Regions from separate parts of the Rattus norvegicus genome. Here region 2 is linked to region 1. A link is a contact called in public Hi-C data. All regions are on one chromosome and are shown on one strand. The core of a region is the stretch at or near the end of the contact, and the rest is flanking DNA. Distances in the headings are between cores, read along the strand shown.

What was found. Hi-C and Micro-C count contacts between places; a contact is called where the count stands out from the background.
Region 2: a contact with region 1 is called in a Hi-C map of frontal cortex, with 1.6 times the contacts expected there. The contact joins two enhancer-like sites. A contact is called at or near these places in 2 of 12 Hi-C or Micro-C datasets (Schwann cells and frontal cortex) and 1 of 1 datasets of contacts at active chromatin or transcription factors (oligodendrocytes).

Annotation. Positions count from the first base shown.
Region 1 is chr13:91,448,212-91,452,241 of GRCr8, reverse strand. All of the region lies in intron 16 of Sdccag8 (SHH signaling and ciliogenesis regulator SDCCAG8), which reads right to left. Among named protein-coding and RNA genes, the nearest start is that of Sdccag8, 160 kb to the right of the region's middle. Within about 2 kb of position 1,906, at least 25 of the 93 cell types and tissues checked have an H3K27ac peak or open chromatin away from gene starts, as enhancers often do.
Region 2 is chr13:91,958,553-91,962,566 of GRCr8, reverse strand. LOC102549740 (a long non-coding RNA gene) reads left to right here. Exons shown (of 2, transcript XR_010057106.1): 2 at 3,442-4,014. Among named protein-coding and RNA genes, the nearest start is that of Zbtb18, 13 kb to the left of the region's middle. Within about 2 kb of position 1,501, at least 2 of the 93 cell types and tissues checked have an H3K27ac peak or open chromatin away from gene starts, as enhancers often do.

The sequences.
Region 1 (4,030 bases), core at 657-3,156:
TGCGGCTCAGAATTACAAGAGAATTTTGGACTTTGTTTCTTCAGTTCCATGTGCATAATGTGCATGTGGCCGAAACTGACATCAGACATGGAGAGGAAAAAGCCTTGGGGGGAGAGGGATGGGAGGGTGGTGGGAAAGACAGAAAATATGTTGATAAAAACAGTAACTTCTGTTAATCTACATTTTCCAGTCACTGTCTTAATTAAGAATGTTAGGGAATATGTTACAGTTTAATTGCATTGTTTCAAGAAACTTCAAGGCTGACAAATTCCAGGCTGTGTACACTTGGAAAGAAAAAGGGATCAGAGTGACAGTTTCTTCTAATTGGTGAATAACAATCAGAATTAGGCTTTTCACAGATACCGGCCCCCAACGAATCCCAAATTCACCAGACAGAGCAAGAATATCCTAACGTTTAACATGTTAGCAAGAAATGGGCTCTGGAGAAAAGAGAAGCAGGCGTGTTTCAAATGTGTAAGAGCACAGTATATCGCAAAATACCAATAGTTAGTTAAGAATCACCACAGGATTTCCAGATGACCCCATTTAACAAGAACAAAGCCAGAAACAACGCCAGTTTGCAGATGATCCCCACCCCTAACCCGGCTCTCTCCTGCTCCAACCCAGTTACAGAGGCCCTGGCTCCCATGCTTCTCTCTGCAGGAGGTTGTGTGTTGTACAATGGACAAAGAAGAATGCGCTGTCACAGCTCACGTCCTAAGAGACGCTGTGGTAGACACATACTTTACACAGCTCTGATTTTTCATGTTTTTATTATTGTGGTGTGCATGAATATATATGAGTATGGTATGTGTGTGCACCTGTGTGTCTGCATGCATGCGTGGTACATGTGGAGATTTAGAAAACAAGTCTGTGGAGTTGTTTCTCTCCTTCTACCTTTATGGGGGTTCTGGGTATCGAACTCGTCTAGACCACCAGGCTTGCACAGCGAGTGGCTTTATTTACTGAACCACATGGTCAGTCAGTTTTAACCTACAAGCTGCTTCCTTTCCTTGCTTCTATTTGGGGGAGGGGCTGTACAGCTGGGGTCAGACAAGACAGGCGAGGCATCAATATTCAGTATGCTCTGTTCCCACAGGGCTCAGAAAGACCAGGAACTGACCAGTCACTCTCAGCTCTCAAAGTTTAATGAAATTTTGCTTAATGATTCTCTCAGGTCAACCCACTGCTTCCTTGGCTGTCCTTAGCCATTTGACCTTCTAAGCCAACTTTTGACACATCTGAGCCTCAGAGTTAGTTATGTACCCTAGAGGGAGTAGACCTAACTTTTCTGGCCACTCTAGATTTTGCTGCTTGTACAAAGTTCCCCACTCAGCAACAGAGCACAATGCTTGCCTTGCAATGACCATGTGCTGCCTGCGCCCCAGGCCTCACTGCTCAGCTTATGCTCATTCTGAACTGTAAAACAGCATCTGAGCTCCTGGGTGAGCCAGTGGATGTCAGGTGTGGCCCAACAGCCCAGTGACGTCACTGGTAGAGACAGGGAGATCTCCATTAGTGGCAGGCTCTGCTCTCACGGGCTCCTGGCGACCTTCACAGCATCTCCTGGAGTCAGGATGGAAACACCGGCCCTTGGGAGTTAGACAGGCTTCCTGCAGAAGGCATTTGTCCCGGCCCTGAGAACTGTAGGACTGAGCCTGGAGCCCTGTGGAGGACAGAGGGACAGCACACAAGAGCAGGCCTGCAACATGGCTAATTAATTACCAAATTGGGGGCAGAGAGGAGAGTTCACAGGGGCCTAGAGCCCAGGAGAACCTAGGCATGTAATTAACAGTTGAAAAGTTCTAGTCAATTCTCAGAGTTCCAAGAACATTAAAAGCATACATAATGCTGCAGGGAGGGAAGCAGCCGCCGCCCCAGGGCCAATCGCCTCTCCAGCAGCGGCAGGGCTGCTCCCCTGCTCCCAGGACTGTTTGTTCCATTACACAATCTCCTGAAGCCATTTAGAGAGAGCTCAAACAACTGCCTGTACCAACGCGACACATGGCTTCCCATTCCGACTCTTTGCTAATCCAGACGCTGCAGCCATCTTTCTTTAAGATGCCATATGGTTGGCAGAAGCCTGCAGATCTAGCAGCACATCTGCTCTGCCTTGCTCCTTCCCTTGCTCCACCCCCAACAAAGGAGGGCTAGGGAGGCAGCCCATGAGGAGGGCTCCCGTGCCCCTGCCCGGCTGGAGCTCCTCTCACACACTGTAGCACAGCAAAGCTTTTAAGGGATGACTAGGAACTATTTGGGGGTCCACCATTTTTAACATTGGGGCATGGTGATTTTCTTTTCTTTTTTCTTCTTTTTGGTCTACTGATGATCTAAAAACAAGATTTGAAAAATAAAACATAGAATCTTGTTTCCCCCAAATTTGATTATTTTAAAGCCGGTTCTGAATGGTCTCCTGTGATTCTTGCAATGCAGTCTTCTACCAGAGAGCCTCCACCCTTGCTTGAGTAGTTTCTTTTTGGTCAAGGAAGACAGACTCACTGAGGGAGGAACAGATCCTGAGCTGGCTTTGTTAGCTAGCATAGCGGCTGTATGCTAATGAGGCAGCTCCACAAGGGGCTTTTTTGGTGTGATGAGCAGAGACTGTTGACACTGTTGAAATCCTGGCTCTCCTGGCCTGTGAGTCCATGGGCTGTCTCCTTGGAATCTGGCCCCCAGTGAGACAGTCTATTCAACTGTCTGATGACTGAAACCTGGCTCTCTCTAACTCTGAACAGTTTGAGGGTGGGGGAGAGGGTAGAAAATAGTCTATCAGGCCCATGGTCAAAAAGACATCAGTGAAACCGACAGAGTTCTTCTGCACAGATACATAAGACAGATAGATCCTTGGGGACAAAGGCCATAATGAACAGAGTCCTGAGAAGTGCGGGTGAGGGGTACAGTGACACTCAGCACATGGGGCTGCCCCCACTGCCACATGAGGAGCAAACTAAATGTCTGACCTCCTCGTAATTTGGTTTGCACCTTGTGTTGGTTAACCACACGCCATTCTTCATGTCTGTGGGAATGTGGTAAAGTCAGAAAGGAAGTGACTATCCTGCTGCGGCCAAAGACGGAGAGCAGGGGAGGGGAGAGACACGCCTTGGATGCTGCACATGCTGTCTGAAGCATGACTTTCCTTGTCCAGAGACCATGACAGACAGATTCTCATTTCAGTTTGACAGAGGAGGAGACTTATGTTTGGAAGGAGGGAAGGAAACAACATCAAGGAAAAGCCTTTAGCAAACTTCTATAGGTAGGAAGTTTCCAAATTCCAACACCCAATGTAGGTCTCATTAGGGATCTAGGTCTGCTTATGCTTACGACCTTGTTCATAGGGTCCATACTGTGAGCAATAAAGCCAACTGGCTATCATCAGTATGCAGACGGGGTATCGAACTGTAAATTCATTACTTACAATCTGCAACATGGATAAAAAGCTCATGTACCTGAAATGTAAAACATAAGGAATGGCCCGAGAAGCACAGAGCTCTGTGACAGGAAGCCAGCCACAGCATCCATGCACACACAGCCACAGCATCCGTGCACATACACAGCCACAGCATCCGTGCACATACACAGCCACAGCATCCGTGCACATACACAGCCACAGCATCCGTGCACATACACAGCCACAGCATCCGTGCACACAGTCACAGCATCCGTGCACACACAGCCACAGCCTCTGTGCACACACAGCCACAGCATCCGTGCACACACAGCCATAGCATCCGTGCACACAGCCACAGCATCCGTGCACACAGCCACAGCCTCTGTGCACACATAGCCACAGCATCCGTGCACACACACAGTCACAGCATCCATGCACACAGCCACAGCATCCGTGCACACACACAGCCACAGCATCCGTGCACACAGCCTCAGCATCCGTGCACACACACAGCCACAGCATCCGTGCACACAGCCTCAGCATCCGTGCACACACAGCCTCAGCATCCGTGCACACACAGTCACAGCATCCGTGCACACAGCCTCAGCATCCGTGCACACACAGCCTCAGCATCCGTGCACA
Region 2 (4,014 bases), core at 252-2,751, 510 kb before region 1:
ATCGCCTGGAGGAGCTTGTCCAGAGGGAAGGATTAAGTGACTTTGCAAGATCCTAAATCAAGACTGGTGGGTCCGAGAGCTAACTCGTCACAGTCATCCAGTCGTTATGTGTGGGGATACATGATGGCCCACACCTGTAGTGCTAGTCATCTCAGGGGAGGACAATACAAAAGCCCTTTCCTGGCCAATAGAGTAAGACTCTGCTTCTTATAAAACAACAAATCCAACAAGCAAATAAAAACCTTTACCTAAAACAAACAGACCCCCAAAACCCCAAAGTAGAATTTGTTGTAGTTTGTAAAGAAATCATCTATTTGTTTCCTGCATTTAAGGGAAAAGTCCGTATTCTCTATTGAACCAGACAGACAAGCTCAAAATATAACAGAATAAGTGATCTCCAGCATCTCTGGTGAGAACATACACTGTTGTTGGATATAAATGAAGATGCCTTCCTCTCTATAGATGCTGATGAGAAGAGAGGCTTCTGAGAGCAGAGAAAACCACACCGCAGAGGACCGAACTAACAAAAAAAAAAAAATGCTATCTGGGTGCATCCTGCGACTGTGAGAGATAAAAGATTATATTTTCATTTGCATGGTTTGCTGGCTTTTATTTGGCAGATATAATAACACAGGCTACTCGGAGGCCCATAAAACAAAGTGAGAACAGCAGCTCATTCGGTGGCAGAATGGAACGCTTATGGCTAAAGGGCTTACATAATTCATTTCAAACCCTTATGCCTGTATTTATTGTTGTTTAAATGAAAATTAAACTCTCACAGCCATAAGGAGGGATACGGTCAGAAATGTGATTGAGACGCTCTCTCCTTGCGTGGCTGCTGAGATTATCTGTCTGTGGTACTTAAAGACAGCCTTGGAGCTAGAAGGAATACACTCGGGGCAAGGGCTCTGTTTACCCGCTGCCCCCTTTCTGTCTTCCTAGTCAACTCTATGACTACAGCCCCAGTAAAGTAAGGCAGGAGAGAGGTCCTGGGCACTCACTGGCTGTTGTGGAATTTCTGGTTATCGGAGCCACTGGAAGTTGTGGCTAAGACAAAAGCAATGTTTAACATCCACACGGAGTGTGGCATAGGGTAATATTTTTGGGAATGGAGAAGTAATGTCAAAGAAAGGCTGGAGCAAAAGATGCTGGCCGAAATATTTAAAAAATGTGGAGTGTCTTTAAATATTATTAAAAGCATTCCTATTATATCAGCCCCAAAATATTTTTAAATCCGTGAGTTTGAGTCACTTGTGTTTTCATAAAAGACTAAGTATTTTGGCCTTTGAGTACGAGTGCTTACGCCCATGGATTTGCTGTTAAGGAAGAATTGGGAGCTTTGAAGAAACAAACATGAAACAGTAAATGTTAAATGAAAATCTAGCCTTTTCCACTCCTCAGCTGTAGGCATTGAACTCAGGGCCTCACACACACGACACAGGAATTCCGGGTAACATTGGGAAATATCAATAGCTTCAATACCAATTTACCCAGGTTCTCACAGTACTGCACAAGGGCTCTGGATATGATCTTAAAATACCAATGACTTCAATATCAATTTAATAGAAATTCAACTGCAAACTCTACAACCAGCGTCGAAAGTATAGTTTTACTTTCTTCATATCTCAGTGAGGTAATCTATAATGCTAGCACACAGGATATAATTTATAATGCCAGTTAAAAACTGTGTGCCAGTCAGTGTGCTAAAATGTTTACTACTGCTAGACCACTAGAACATCTATAATCAAAGCAGTCTTAAGGATGTTACTCTCTTATCTCTAAATTTTATTTATCTTTCTTTTTGAGAAACGGTCTCACTATGGAGCTCTCACTTGCTTGAAACTAGCTACGTAGACCAGACTAGCCTTGAACTCACAGAGACCCAACTGCCTCTGCTCCCAAGCAGATGTAATTCTCCCAAGCAGAATATAATAAAATTATATCCCATCACATCTAGGTGAACTGTTAATCATTTTTAATGGCAGTACTCTTTATCTATGCAAGTTGAGCTAAACCCATAATAGTTTATCGACTTATGGAACTCGATAAACTAATATGGCCTAAGTTTTACTCAATGTGAACCGGCGTGCACAGGCTGTTTTGGAAGTGAAGCTGTCTTGATTTGAGAGCTGCTGCATTCTTTTTAGGTGAATCGGTATGGATGTGAAAGCCATTAGCTTGAACTTTCCAAATTTGGAGAGTTTATGCCATGTAGGCTGTTACTATCTACATAATAAACCAATTTAGAAAGAGAGAAATACAGAAGAGAAGTTCTTTTAAGCCACTATTAAGCATAAGTAAATAATTCATTTTCTACATCATGAGATAATTGATAGATTTCATCTTCCTTTAGTACTAAGGCAAGCAGTGTGTGTGTGTGTGTGTGTGTGTGTGTGTGTGTGTGTGTGTGTAGCTTTAATTGTATATTCCTCTAATAGGACTCAATAAGAGAAAACACTACAAGATATACTAAAAGCATGGAGAATATTTGCCTTTGCATCTGAGACTAAAATATTACTGTTATACATATAATGTAGTCCCATATCTTTACTTCTTCCCAGGAATATGTGTCTTTGGTAATTCACTTCCATTTTTCAATCAGCTAACTTTGATAGGCTCCCAGTGGCTGCAAGAAAATCTGAGAAGTAGACAGAAAAGGTAGTCTAACCCTGATAAGAGGAGAATTTCAGAAAGAAAAGGTCAAAAGGAGGCAAGGCAGATGGAGAGAACCAAATAAAATCAGGCAGCGTTCAGAAGCAGAAGTTCTACCAGTTTTCAGTCCATTCATCTTTCACCAGTACACATACACACATACAGGTATCCCTGTACCCACATACATAAACATAGGTATTAAAATACCTACATACATACATACACACGTATACATGCATGCATACATACATACATACATACTTACAGGTATCCCCATACCCACATACATACATCATACAGATATACACATACACACATACATAAAAACAGGTATTGACATACATACATACATATACCTACATACACATACATACATAATTCTTATAGGTATACGCATATACACATATATACAGGTATACACATATACACACACATATATACATTCAGGTATACACATACCCACATAATACATACATATATACATACATACATACAGGGATACACATAAACACATACATACATACAGGTATGCACATACCCACATAATACCTATACAAATATACATACACATGCATACATACATACAGGTATGGACATACATGCATACATACATTACACAGGTATACTCATACACACATGCATGTATACATATCTGTTTCAGGGGATAAAGCCCAAGGCCTTCTGAATACACAGGAAGCAAGTGCTTTACCTAATACTAAGTTATAGTTACAATCCCCACAATCTTTTTTAATGGAAAATACTGTTCTAATTTTTTTTTTTTATTTTTAGAAAATCGTCATTCACTGAACTAAAAACAAGGGACCCGGTATGGGCAAACAGGAGCATTCAAGACCTAACACCTTCATCATCGGCTAAAGAGCACTGTGCTAGAATTTGGGGCCACCACTCCATTAGGAGGTCTACAAACTTTCGAAACAGGAGGATCTTCTGAAACAAGAGGATCTCGTGAGAAAACAGATTTTTGTTTTCCTTGAAGGACACCAGAGCCTGAAGAAGCACCCGTTCAGCAGGGCCTCTCAGCAGTGGGAGTAGATGTTGGTTTGCTCAGAACGAACGTCCAGATCCCATTTCCCAAAACAGTTTACATGCTTCCTACCTCCGTGCCATGTGCCTCCAAACCTCACCTCCATCCCAAGTGCTTTCCCTCGTGCTTTTTTTTTTTCCTTCTTTTTAATTCGAGTTCTCACAGCTAGTATTATTATTTTTAGGGCTGCAATCTCCCATAGTCCTTATTTTCACTCAAAATTACAATACAGGGGACTATGGCCAATGCTATGCAGATGGCCAAATAGATAATAAAGACTCGGTTCATGAATAATACCCACTCAGAAAGAGGACAAA